3 separate regions of the Pan troglodytes genome follow, and all the other regions are linked to region 2. The links are chromatin contacts, called in public Hi-C and capture Hi-C maps. All regions are on one chromosome and are shown on one strand. The core of a region is the stretch at or near the end of the contact, and the rest is flanking DNA. Distances in the headings are between cores, read along the strand shown. Region 1 overlaps MED12L (mediator complex subunit 12L). Region 2 overlaps CLRN1 (clarin 1). Region 3 holds the start of MED12L (mediator complex subunit 12L).

The links. Hi-C and Micro-C count contacts between places; a contact is called where the count stands out from the background. Capture Hi-C pulls out chosen DNA fragments and counts their contacts.
Region 1: a contact with region 2 is called in a capture Hi-C map of stem cell-derived neural stem cells, with 3 times the contacts expected there. The contact joins two enhancer-like sites. A contact is called at or near these places in 3 of 7 Hi-C or Micro-C datasets (induced pluripotent stem cells and stem cell-derived neural progenitor cells) and 1 of 1 other capture datasets (stem cell-derived neural stem cells).
Region 3: a Hi-C map of stem cell-derived neural progenitor cells shows a contact between it and region 2, with 2.6 times the contacts expected there. The contact joins the promoter of MED12L here to the enhancer-like site in region 2. A contact is called at or near these places in 1 of 7 Hi-C or Micro-C datasets (stem cell-derived neural progenitor cells) and 1 of 1 datasets of contacts at active chromatin or transcription factors (stem cell-derived excitatory neurons).

Annotation. Positions count from the first base shown.
Region 1 is chr2:154,359,069-154,363,208 of NHGRI_mPanTro3-v2.0_pri, reverse strand. MED12L (mediator complex subunit 12L) reads right to left here. Exons shown (of 44, transcript XM_016942163.4): 6 at 1,649-1,818. Among named protein-coding and RNA genes, the nearest start is that of GPR171, 50 kb to the left of the region's middle. Within about 2 kb of position 2,413, at least 3 of the 24 cell types and tissues checked have an H3K27ac peak or open chromatin away from gene starts, as enhancers often do. A contact at or near this core is called in stem cell-derived neural progenitor cells and stem cell-derived neural stem cells, where this site is marked.
Region 2 is chr2:154,130,110-154,134,308 of NHGRI_mPanTro3-v2.0_pri, reverse strand. It overlaps CLRN1 (clarin 1), which reads left to right. Exons shown (of 3, transcript XM_001144483.5): 3 at 468-4,199. The coding sequence ends at 733. Among named protein-coding and RNA genes, the nearest start is that of MINDY4B, 21 kb to the right of the region's middle. Within about 2 kb of position 2,723, at least 2 of the 24 cell types and tissues checked have an H3K27ac peak or open chromatin away from gene starts, as enhancers often do. A contact at or near this core is called in stem cell-derived neural progenitor cells and stem cell-derived neural stem cells, where this site is marked.
Region 3 is chr2:154,289,504-154,293,552 of NHGRI_mPanTro3-v2.0_pri, reverse strand. It overlaps MED12L (mediator complex subunit 12L), which reads right to left and starts at 2,680. Exons shown (of 44, transcript XM_016942163.4): 1 at 2,375-2,680; 2 at 1,289-1,516. The coding sequence starts at 1,387.

The DNA of each region.
Region 1 (4,140 bases), core at 1,164-3,663, 230 kb before region 2:
ATTTTATGACATTCTATGCACATATAGATTTAATATCCTATTATAGTTTTGTATTATGATTCACAGAATGAAAGAAAGATAGAAACAAAAAACTGTTTTCTGGGAAAGACATATACTCTTATGGTCATTCTGGTAACAAACTTAGTAGTTCATATGAAATCTTACTTTGTTCCTAGCAACTGTTATGTATTACCAGTGTTCCACTGCAACGGTTATCAAGGATTCATGTGAAAATATTACACTGATAAATTACAGTTGTAGTATTTCAAAGTTTACAGTGAGGCCACATTGACATGACATCTTGCTAATTTCTAATTTTTAAAATGTTTACAGTCAAAAATAGTTAAAAAGTCACATAAAAAGTGCAATTTAAAATTTTAAGACCAATAAAGTGAGTTCTAAATAAATATATATACAGTTTTCATTTGTCAATTTAAAAATTAATTAAAATTTTTTTTAAAAAGAGACAAAATGGAATTTTCCATTAAGGTATAAGAGATGGTAAATTCAAGATTCAAAAAAAGAAAGAGAATCTTCATAAATAACAGTCCATCCTATAGATGCTTTGTTTATATACCCATGCCCTTGTTTCTGCATATACATGTCTTCATGTGTATGAATTAGGGTCTGTTTCACATTTCAGAATACAGCAAATTAAAATATAATGAACATTTAAATTTTAACATTACTAATTCAATTATATTCATTCCTTTAGGACCTAACTGCTTTCTTAAAAAAAAAAATTCTAATTTCAATACTCCTAATACGTAATTCTTCCAGAACCATTAAACATGCTGAGAGATACTTTTTCCAAGATGCAGACTAAATTCTGAGCCCAGTAAAAGTCATAAAAGCTCAGGGCAGCACTAAAGTAGTCCCTCTTCTAAATGGAACTAGAATTTATTTTTACTGACTTAAAAACTAACAATATTACTTCTCAAAAAGACCTTATTTTTTTCCTATGTTGACCTCTTAGAAGAGGAGCATGAAAATTATAATAAAGGTTCTAAAGGGAAAATTTAGAAACCACATGTCCCCTCCCTCTTTAATCAAGATAACAGGCACTAAAATCTCTGCTAATAATAAGACTTGAACTGAAGTCATCTCTCTTACCTTACCATGAATAAGGTAATTAAGAGCCCAAGCGCCCTCTTCTGGTCAACATTATTTACGTCAGCTTGTCTGGGTGAGAGTTCAGTCATTCCTAAACGCCCTTACCCCTCCCCCCTCAGCTCTGTATTTTCAGCTGCAGCTGAATTAAGATGACCTTTCTCTGGAACAACTTAGGTCTAAAGGAGGTCTGCTACCACAGAAGGCATCAGCACAAAGGTGTTTTTAAATAAATATATCCAATTTTGCAAAATAAAAGGTTTAGAAGGATTACATTTAATAGTGCAATTACGAAGTAATTAATAGCACTAAAAGAGCTAACATGATTGAAAGCTGGAGATCAATATGTATAATAAGCTGTCATCCCAGGGCAGATGTGTCACCCTGAATACAATTTGATGTGAGAAATGTCAGACTGCTTTCTTTGACTGTATTGGTTCATGTAAAATAGGATTTAACCCCAGAGCACCAAACTATAAGGAATTTGCTGTCTTCTTAAAAGCATTGCACACAACTCTGCATGTCTTCAAAAGGTTACCTGGAACATGTGAAATGCTAGCTTTTCGTTGTATTCCCATTGCTTCATGGCTTGCTCCACCTCTGGTGGCACAGGGACAGGGCCATCGCCCGTGCTGGAGGCCATGTGGTAAAAGTCAGAAATCTTGGCCAACTGCTCTCGAAGATATCTGGTAGATATCTGTGTCCACTCTGCATTTTAAAAAAAGAAAAATATGAGTTTCTAGACACAATGGGTACAAGAATTACATGTTTTCTTCCCCATTCTGATTATCTCGAGGGTGTACTGATAAAACAAACATCTGCTCCCTAAAAATGATCTGTGCCTGTACAAGCAGTGCTCAGAAAAGGATACCCACCCAAAGCCCTTAGAGAACGCATGCTAGTGTGAGGTGGCCTGCCCTGTGGCAGCAGCCAGCTCTTGGAGAAACAGGCAGCTCTACCCTTGTGCTTCTGTGACTCTTAACCTAGGAGAAGAGATGTTCACTCTCGAATTGGGTCCATCTGGTGATCCTCCTTGTTAAACATCAGTTAGTATATCAAAAAAACAAAGGCAAAGCAGGACAGAATCGTGAAGGGGAGATCTCAAGGAATCTCAAATTCCACAGCAAAAGAATTCAAAATCCCCCAAAAGCAGCTCTCTTAGGATCCATTTTTCAGGCTCCACATGGAATTTCAAATATGCCTAATTAAGATTTGTTTGTTTTTGTCAGTCTTTAAGAGGACAGACATTCATTCACTGCGGGCTGGACCATGAAAGCATTCCAACCCGCATTGCCCCAGGATGTGTCAGGGACACCCGCATGGCTTCCCTCAGGACAATCATCTGGATCTTCAATTATTCTACTCTCCTCAACCAACACCAAGTGTCTCAAAACTCAGGGAGGGTGAAATCAGAGAGGCTGGGGAGCAACAAACAGTGGGATACTGGAAAGGAAACAACCAAAGTAGCAACAGGAAAAAAATCACTGAAATTGTTCAAAAATGTCTGCCACAGGGGCACAAATTAAATCAGTGTGTTGCCTCTGGCAACCATGAGGGATGTGATGCCAACTTTAGCCCATTCTGTGGATAAAAATGTAATAATTGCATGCTCACAGCCAAATTTCCCCAAGGATTAGCAAAACAGCATTTCAGAAGAAAACACCCTACTGAAACATTACCACACAATGCTGTTTTCCCATTATTCGGCAATAGGTTCTCCCACCTTCTATTTTGACAAAAGGAAGAGTAGAAACTAAACATCTGCTAGTCACTGAGTGCTTTGTTTTTACTTTTTAAATACCCTTAAAATTATTTAACAGAACCCAGAGATAACTACTGTTACGTTTTCATCTAAACCACTTATTTTAATTGTGTCTTATTTAAAATTCAAATTCAAATGCACGCTGGAGTTGTTAAACTTCGGTAACAAGCCAATGCGAGAAGACGAACAAATACTAGGTCGACATTCTGTTCCTAGTTTAATAGTTTTTCTGAAAGCACCGATAACAGATATTAAAGTTAGTCCATTGGCATTAAAAACAGTAAACTATCTATGTCATCATGTTCTTCTGTCCTGTTATGGACTAACAGTCTCATGACACTCACTTGTTCAACAAAACGAAATACCAACCATCAGATGAGACAAGTTTAGCTTAGCTATAATAAGCAAAAACAAAAATAACAAGGATCCAAATCCTAACTTTTGTATGCCAACCCTTGCTATTAACTCACTGTCAGTATGGTACTATTCTCAATATCCCCACTGAATATTTTAGCCTCAGGAGCTAAAAATATTAATAACACACACATTCATACACCCCTATTTTGTCTAGGGTATATCTCCTTTTTAAGATTTTTTTAAATATAGGAGAAATACGCGTTCATTATAGAAAATTTATACTGCAGACATGAAAAGAAAAACCATCTGTAAGGCCATCACCTATAATCACGAAATATTTTCATATATATCTTTCTATCTTTTCTACTCTAAGTATGCATGAATGTTTCTATAAACATATGCATATCTTTTTTTAAAACGTTGCTGAATATACTATTCCACAATCTGATCTCCTTTTGGGAGTCCATAAATAAAGCCCTCTTAACCCTGTGCTTTAAGTGTATTTAACTGACTTAAAGTTATGTCAATCAGATAGCTACAGGGCTCTGGGACATAAGACAGTCGAGTGGATGCGGATTAGTAAAACTGCAATTAAAAATTAAAAATAGAAAATAACACATAGTGACTAGTACTGTACTCCTTAATAATTATTAATAATGTTTATAATTATTCACGACTAGGGAATGGTAATGAAACGGGACCAATGAGCAGACAGTGGCCAGATGGGCCTACTTTCAACTCAGCTCTCAGCCCTGAGTGCACAGCAGAATGGTGACGGGAACTTTTAACAAACACCAGTGCCTTAGGCCCCAACCCATCAATTTCTAATTTAATTGGTCTGGAGTGAGGCCCCAGTTTCAGGTGACAAAAAGAAAACAGAAGGCCGGGTGAGGTAGCTCACACCTGTAATC
Region 2 (4,199 bases), core at 1,474-3,973:
CTGGGGGCCTTTCACAAGAGGCTGCATGATTGGCATTTATCCTGCATGGCCTGTGAAGTACAGAGAAATATTTTCTCTTGAAGCCACATCATAGCAGTGGCTGCTTTGTAGCCTGATTCCACCATTATGCCTTTAAAGTGCCTAGCAATTCAGCCTTCACATCATGCAAAGAGGAATATCTCCCAGTCTTTGTAAGATCAGCTTAATTCTAACCACCTCCTTACCCCCCACTGCACTCCTACACACACACACAAATCTTCTTCACTCAGAGCAGAACCATAACCCAAGCCCTACCACCTAGAGACTGAAGAATCAGGCTCATGATTACAAATATGCAATGATTTTTTGTGTGGATAATGTAAATGGGGATGATGGTAAGAGAATTCCTTGGTTTACACATTGACCCTCTTCTCTGTCCCTTACAATCAGGAAATATTTGTCCCAACACCTTGTTTCTTCTGTTGCAGGCTCCTGTGGCTGTCTTGTCATGATATTGTTTGCCTCTGAAGTGAAAATCCACCACCTCTCAGAAAAAATTGCAAATTATAAAGAAGGGACTTATGTCTACAAAACGCAAAGTGAAAAATATACCACCTCATTCTGGGTCGTTTTCTTTTGCTTTTTTGTTCATTTTCTGAATGGGCTCCTAATACGACTTGCTGGATTTCAGTTCCCTTTTGCAAAATCTAAAGACGCAGAAACAACTAATGTAGCTGCAGATCTAATGTACTGAAAGGCAAACCTTTCTATAATTTTACAAGGGAGTAGACTTGCTTTGGTCACTTTTAGATGTGGTTAATTTTGCATATCCTTTTAGTCTGCATATATTAAAGCATCAGGACCCTTCGTGACAATGTTTACAAATTACGTACTAAGGATACAGGCTGGAAAGTAAGGGAAGCAGAAGGAAGGCTTTGAAAAGTTGTTTTATCTGGTGGGAAATTGCTTGACCCAGGTAGTTAAAGGCAGTTGACTAGAATCGACAAATTGTTACTCCATATATATATGTGTGTGTGTGTGTGTGTGTGTGTGTGTAAGATGTCTTTCTATCAAAAAGATATCAAAGGCACATGGAATATATTTTAATAAAAACAAATAATATTTCTAATATATCCACACATTTGTTGCCAGATTTCAGAAAACTGAGCTGCAATCGCTTTCCTAAAACAGTAGTGTATTAAATGAACATCTATAAAATGTATCAACACACATTTTAAAAAATTTGTTTAAAGTATACTCTTAGGCCAGGCGTGGTGACTCACACCTGTAATTCCAGCACTTTGGGAGGCCAAGGTGGGAAGATCATTTGAGTTCAGGAGTTCGAGTTACAGCCTGGGCAATAAAGTGAGACCCTGTCACTAACAAAATTAAAAAATAAAATAAATATAAAATATAGGCTTTAAAAAAGCATAGTCTTATTAACCATGTCTGTTGGTCAAAATTTGCAAACTCTAAAAGAAGAAAAGAAGAAAAAACCAAGCTTAGGGTATTTTTCCTCCTGTGCCTGAGTCCCAATTACATTCACGACAGTACTTTCAATGAACATAATTGTTAGGACCACTGAGGAATCATGAAAAATGATCTCTGCTTAGTACATTTGATGCAAAATGACTTATTAGGGGCTGTTTTTCTAGCTATAGTGTCTCGAGTACTAATATGCAATTATGAAAATTATATTAAATCTGGGATTATGACGGTATCACTGTGTCATCTTGGTCTTGGTCTGGCTGTCACCAAGCATGACCCAGGTCAACTTTTTTTTCCCCTGAATTACCCATCAAATTGATCTGCAGCTGACTAAAGGCCACAGCTGAGCCTGGAACTGACCCTTCCTTCATCCTCAACCTGCTGTCCTCCAGAAAGCACCAAGGAAAAAGCAGAGAATGACAGCGAACAGATCACTAGGCCTCTGACCACAGGTGCTGAGTACTCAGCAGCCCTCATATAATAGGTTTGAAAGTACTCCTTAAAATAAAACACTGTTTCCCTTTGGAACTATTTACAAGGATGAAACAACCGTATACCTGTGAAATAACTTGCTCTGGTGTCAATTCGCTATTCGCCAGCAGACATCAGAACACACCGAGTTTCCAGATGCTGGTTTTTCCCCTTAAATCAGGAAATACACCTGGACAATTTCTAGAAGACTACAATTCAGTCTAGCCACAAAGGGGATTTTTTTTTTGGTAACAGGCTAGAGCCCAGTTCTGTAAGTCTTTAGTTGAAATGGTCCAGTACAAAAGCACTGGAAATGAGTGGGCTAGGAGGACAAGGACCGTCTCCTGCGTGAGGAGTTAGTTGGAGGTCCCCAAGGCCAGGTACCCCCTGCACTCTTATTGGATTCCTCTCTGTCTTCTTGGAGTTTTGAAAAACTCCTTCGAACACCAGGCTTTTTTCTTTAGAAAACAAGTCTCCAATTGTTCTCTGTTCCGTAGAAAGAGAAAGAAAACCTGGAGCAGCTGCTGAAAAATCTAATGAGGAACTAAGAGGCAAACCCACCATGTTCCCTGGCTGGAAAGGAGAAGCAGGGCTGTGACAGACACTCAAAAGGTCCCTGCAGAGCACACCGCACACAAAATAAAGCAGGAAACAACCCGGCACCAGCAGCGCACCGGTCTCCCTCTCTTCTCGCAGATGAAACGCATAGTCCCCAGGCCTATGGGGAGCCCTTAGAAGAAGGGTCTGGCCAGGACGCTCATAGGCGGCTCCCACTCGGTGGGAATCAAAGGCCCCGGGAATGACATTCGTTTTGCTGGGACCCGCCCTCCTTCCCCAGGTGGCAGCTAGCCTTCTCACAAGGTCGCGGGGCCCCCTGCTGGCCCTGGGGAGGCGAACACCATGCCAGGTGGGGAGCCTGTTTAATTGTCTCAGACACCTTCATGTCATCAGTGAGAACATCAGTGCTGATGATGCTGCCAGAAAGAATGGCAAGAAGAATGTATGAACATCATCCTAGGTTTGTCCAGGTGGACCCAGCCAAGGCAAGACGTGTTCACCGGAAGAGGAGCAAGCTTCAGAATGAAGCGAAAACAGATGCAGATGGTGCATTAGAATGAAGAGGAGGGGCACTCCTTACATCTGGGCGTCTTACAGTTTGCAGCGGTCTTTTGCTCTTGTGGTCCCATCTGTTCCTCCAGGGAAGCTGCTTCCATGTCACATTCCAGGTATTCAGGGCCCCTCAATGAGGCCAGAGTATCATACATGTACACAATCAAGGCAAGGGACAGTGCTATTATTCTCCTCTCCCTCTTGCCCCTTTACCTGGCAAGAGGCTAGGAGAGGGAGACCACCACCCCTTCTTAACCCTGGTGGAGACAGAGGGTGCACTCTGGCAGCGGTAGGGTGCACCAGCTCCAAGGTAAGCGTGGCTTGCTGCTAGAATGGATATTTGTCCCAATCATTTACCTAGAGAAACCTGAATGAGAACAGAGGCATAGACTCCAGAGGGTGGAAAGTGGGGTGGGGGTGGGGGGAGGATTAACTTCCCTCTCGATTTTCCTCACCCTCTCCCCTTCCAATAAGATCCAGTGTAGTTAAAACAGTGCATCTGTTATAATAGAAATGCTGCTTCAAGACCAGGCCAAAGCCCGGCCGTGTTTCTCTAACGGCCTTGCTGCCCCTCATCCCTTCTATTTACATATCCTGGGGCCTGTACTAGTTCAGTGCTCAGTATCTGCTCTAGAGACATGCCCATTTTCAAGCCCCATCAACGTGGCAGTTGGTCCCGGCTCAGGGCTGATGGGTCACCACCATCAGTGACAAGGGACACAGCAATGCTGGTCAATTTAAAGGGCAGACAGAAAGACTGGGCGGGACTGGGGTTTCTGCTTGTGGGCCAAAATCCCCCCTTGGAAAAAGCCCTCTTGCTCCTGTAAATACTGATGTAAACCAAATTAAATTATATTTTGATTTACAGACTTAGTGATAAATTCCCACCAAGGCAACCAGACACATCCATGGGTGTCACAGCTCAGAGCTGGGATTTACTAGCTTATCTGGAAAGTCCAAAGACCCAAGTCAGAAATCTCCAGACTCTCCCCTGCCAGTCCTACTGGACAGTATCAGGCAATAGTTATAGAGACCCCAGGGTGGAAGTGAGGTGAGGGTGAGCTATGGTGCAGTTAAAAGGCAAGTGTCTTAAGAGATTGTTTCTTTGCTTGAATCTTGGTCTGAGGGATTTTGACCCACTCCGAAAGCAG
Region 3 (4,049 bases), core at 1,431-3,930, 160 kb before region 2:
CAAACCTCTACCATCCTGTAAAGCTGGTGCTGGAAACCACCTGTAAAACCTTCCCAGCTTTCATCTGCGTGACTCCACTGATGCTAGAGCATATTTAGTGTGCTAAACCTCTAAAAGGAGTTGCTGTTCCTTACTTCTCAGACACTTTATAAGCAAGACAGTTTAGCCAGAACAAGCACTTACTCTCCTAATGAAAGATACATTTATCAAAAGGAAAGTCTTAAGGACCCCTCCTTGCCTGGTTTAGAAGGCCCTTTCTGTGCTATCAGTGGGCCCACAAACTTTTAATGGAGGGTTTTTAGATTCTCAGAAAGGTAAGTTTTGAAATGTGGTCAGTTCGTTTTTAGCTGAACAGAAGATGGGTGGACTGCAGCTGGCAAACTCAGAAAGCACTGCTGGGTAGCAGGTGATCAAAAAAAAAAAAAAAAAGGCAAGTCCCTGGGCAAATGGTGTAGCCAAAGGTGATCATTATAACTAGAGACTTGTTACATAATTACTTGTTAACTCCTGACAAACAGATACACAGCTACAAAATGCCATGGTTACCCTAGCCATTGAAGCTAATGTAGCTGGTGCAAGAGTCAAGGTGTCTCCAATTAATCTCATTCAAAGAAATAAGCAATCCTGGGAACTATTCCCTCCCAAGGTAACTCGCCTGCTTTTACGTATACAAAACAGCCTCTAGCAATTAAGCCCATTGCCTCTAGAGACGAAAATCAGTGTTTCTCCTTAATTTTAATTTTTAAAGGGCAGAAGGGTTACAGAGGTATATTCAGAGAGCTAAGTATTTATCACTTCGATAAAAAACGACTTCCATTCCAAACTGGAAAATTTGAAAAGCTTCCCCCCCACCTTCGTCCCTGGCCAGCAAACGCAAAACGCAAGACCTCAGTGTAGGATGCACTGCATTCCAACATTTTTCAAAAAGTTTACGACGATTTACCGAAGCGGCAAGAAGAAAAATAAAGCAGGCAGAAACGGGTGAGAGCGAGCAAGGTTTCGGCAGGGAAGAAGCCCGAGAAGCGCCCGGCGGCGCCGTGCAAGGCCCGGCAACGGGAAAGCGACCGGCACAGGGAAAGCGAGCGCCCCAGTGGAGCGCGGGGACTGACAGCCTCTCGGTCTCCGCCGCCGGGGGGTCGCCCAGCACCCCCAGCCTGGCCCCCGCCTCTAATCCCCCTCCCCGACCTCTTCCCCCGCAGCGCCGGCGATGCCCGCTGGGCCAACTTGGCCCCGGGTCAGTGCTGCAGAGCGCGGCCCCGGTTGCCGGGGAGGCCGCCGGCGCCCTTACCTCCTTCTGCTTGGGGTCCTGTGGGTAGACGTCGGGCGGCCCGAGCCGGGGGCGCTTCAGCGGTCTCTGCTCATAGCTGAGAAGCCCGAAGGCGGCCATGATCTCTCATGTTAACCGGCGAAATGAATGAGAGTTGGAGCTGGAGCAGCCGCCTCTGAGCACCAGGGAGCAGCACTTTGCAGACAGACTCCCTCTCTCCCCCTCCTCGCTCGCTCGCTCGCTGTGGCGCTGCAGGCAGGAGGAATAAAGCAGGTTGGATGCTGCCGCTGCCCGGCAGCAGACACGCACTGATGGGGACAGCCTTCGGCGGGTACTCGGCTGCGCTCGAGCCCCGGGACGCACCGCTCCGGTGGCGGCGGCGGAGGGGCTAGAGGTCGGCCAGGGTCCTCCGCGGCGCTTGCCTCCTCTGCTCCCCCCTACCTTGTCTCCAGGGGGAGGAGCAGCTGATGGGAACGTGTGACTTTTTTCACCAATGGACCCAAACCCACCCCAGCTGGGCGCAGGATGGGGGTGGGGGTGGGGCACTGGAAAAAAAAAAAAAACTTTTCTTGGCGCCTAGGCTGGTGGCTGAAGTGCTCGCCCAAGGCGAGGGTGGCCCACCCCTCCCGGGAAGAAGCTGTGGAGCGGACCGCCCCCGCCTCTCTTCCCCGGCAGGGACCCTTCCCCCGCCGCCACGCGCCCCGCAGACCCCGCCACCTGGACGCGGACCGGGCCAGTGCAGGCAGAGGCAGGTCTGGAGGGGGCGCGAGACGCAGGGATGCGGCCGGTGGGAAGCGGCCGGTGCCTCCTAGACGCCCGCCAGGTTCCAGTGGCGCATCCGCAGCTACGGTCCCCTCGGCGGCTCCGGGCAGGCGCCGAGGCGCGCTGCTGGCGGTCGCGGCGGCTGGAGGGGGCCGTGCTCACGGTGGCGTGGGGCCGACTTAACCCTTTACAGTCCCTCCAGGGGCTGGGGAAGGGGGTGAGGAGCGATGGCTGTGAGCGCCGACGGGGGCAGCCAGCCCGCAGGCGTCTCGGGCTCCTCCAGCCCGCCGCCTCCCCCCGGCCCCAGCTCCTCTTCCCTTCCGCCCCCAACCCCCAACACTTTACCTGTTGGTCCGCGGCTAGCGGGCTGGGGCTGGCGGCGGCGGGGTCACTCCGGCCGCCGCAGCCTCCATCATTCGGGTTGGGATGGGGGAATTGGATTTGATTTTATTTGTGCGGTATCTGCCTCGCCCGGACGAGCTCCGGGAACGCCGCGAAGTTTGCCACTGTCTGGGGGCGGCGAGCGACGCCGGCTCGCCGCCGGCGTTCTCGCCCCCACGGCCCGGGAGCGCGAGCTTCCGAGTTGGCGGACGGCGGCGCGGCGTCCGCACTGAGCATGCCCAGCTCGGCGGCCGGACCGCGGAGGAGTTGGCTGAGAGCGCGGTGAGCGCGCTCCAATCCGCCTCTCCGGGTTTTCGCAGCCGCAGAACGCGCAGCCCGCGGGCCCCGGCGCCGAGGCTGCCCCTGGAGTGAACCTGGGCGAGGGAGGGAGCGCCCTCTGGAGCCCTGCTCCAAGCCCCCCGCTGCACCCTCCGCCTCGACCTCCCCAGAGGTCGCGGTCCCCGTGGCCTGGGCCGAAAACCTCACCTGCGCCGGGAGCGTGGAAGGGGCGGGGAGGGTGATCCTCCAGGGCAGACCTTGGTCATCCAACCCGCCCTCGCTCCTCGCTTCGGGGCGCGGGCACCAAGATGCTGGGCCACCTGGCGCGAGCTCTGCGAGACCGGAGCCGCGGAGGCGGGCTCGGCCTGTCCTGAGGGACCCCGCGGGAGGCGTGCCCGGGAGAATGCGCCCGCACTTGGCCAAGAATGATGGCTGCCATTTATGGAGCATTTGCTACGTGCCAGGATCTTGATAGTCAGAATCTCTGGTCCTTACAAGCTTCCACGGTCTTACTGTACCCTTTTTATGGATGGAGAAATTGAGCCAGCTCAGAGAGGACCACTCACTTGCCGAAAGCCACGAAACTAGTCGGAATTTGAACCCACAACTGATTCTAAGTTTCTGACCTGTTTTCCCTGACTTGGACTTGGAGGGACTGGGTTCCTAACCTGTCCTTGCCTAATGGACTCACGTTCTCCACGGCTTGAGGCATTCTCGGCCTTCCCTCTCTGTAAGGTGGTAAAGGCAGATTCTAACCGGAAGCCTTTGATACATAGTAGGTGCTCTGGAAATGCTGGTTGAATCTGAACATCAACTTTGATGTTCGTTGACATTTAAGCAAAGGGGGAAGAAGGAGATAAATAAAGTGAAGGTAATGTGGTAGAGGCTAGTTCCTCACTCCTGAGCCTGACCTGTGAGCACCTCCAAACCCAGTTTGAGGCTGAGTCAGGTGTTTAGCTTTTGGCTTCCTTAATCTGAACAATTACTTCTAGAGAGCATTTACCTAACTTCACTGGAGGGCATTTCCTGACCACCTTCCCCATCTTGCCCCAGGGTCTTCTCTTCCACTAATATCCTGGGATTAATTTCATGGCTGGACTTGCCCTTGTGATACAGGCATCTATCAAATCTAGCTCCCTTGTTTGAAAGAAAGGACAGTTTTTTTTGTTGTTGTTGTTTTCTTTGGTTGGTTGGTTGGTTGTTTTTTGAGACAGAGCCTCGCTCTGTCGCCCAGGCTGGAGTGCGGTGGCGAGATCTCGGCTCACTGCAAGCTCCGCCTCCTGGGTTCACGCCATTCTCCTGCCTCAGCCTCCCGCGTAGCTGGGACTACAGGCGCCCGCCACCACGCCCGGCTAATTTT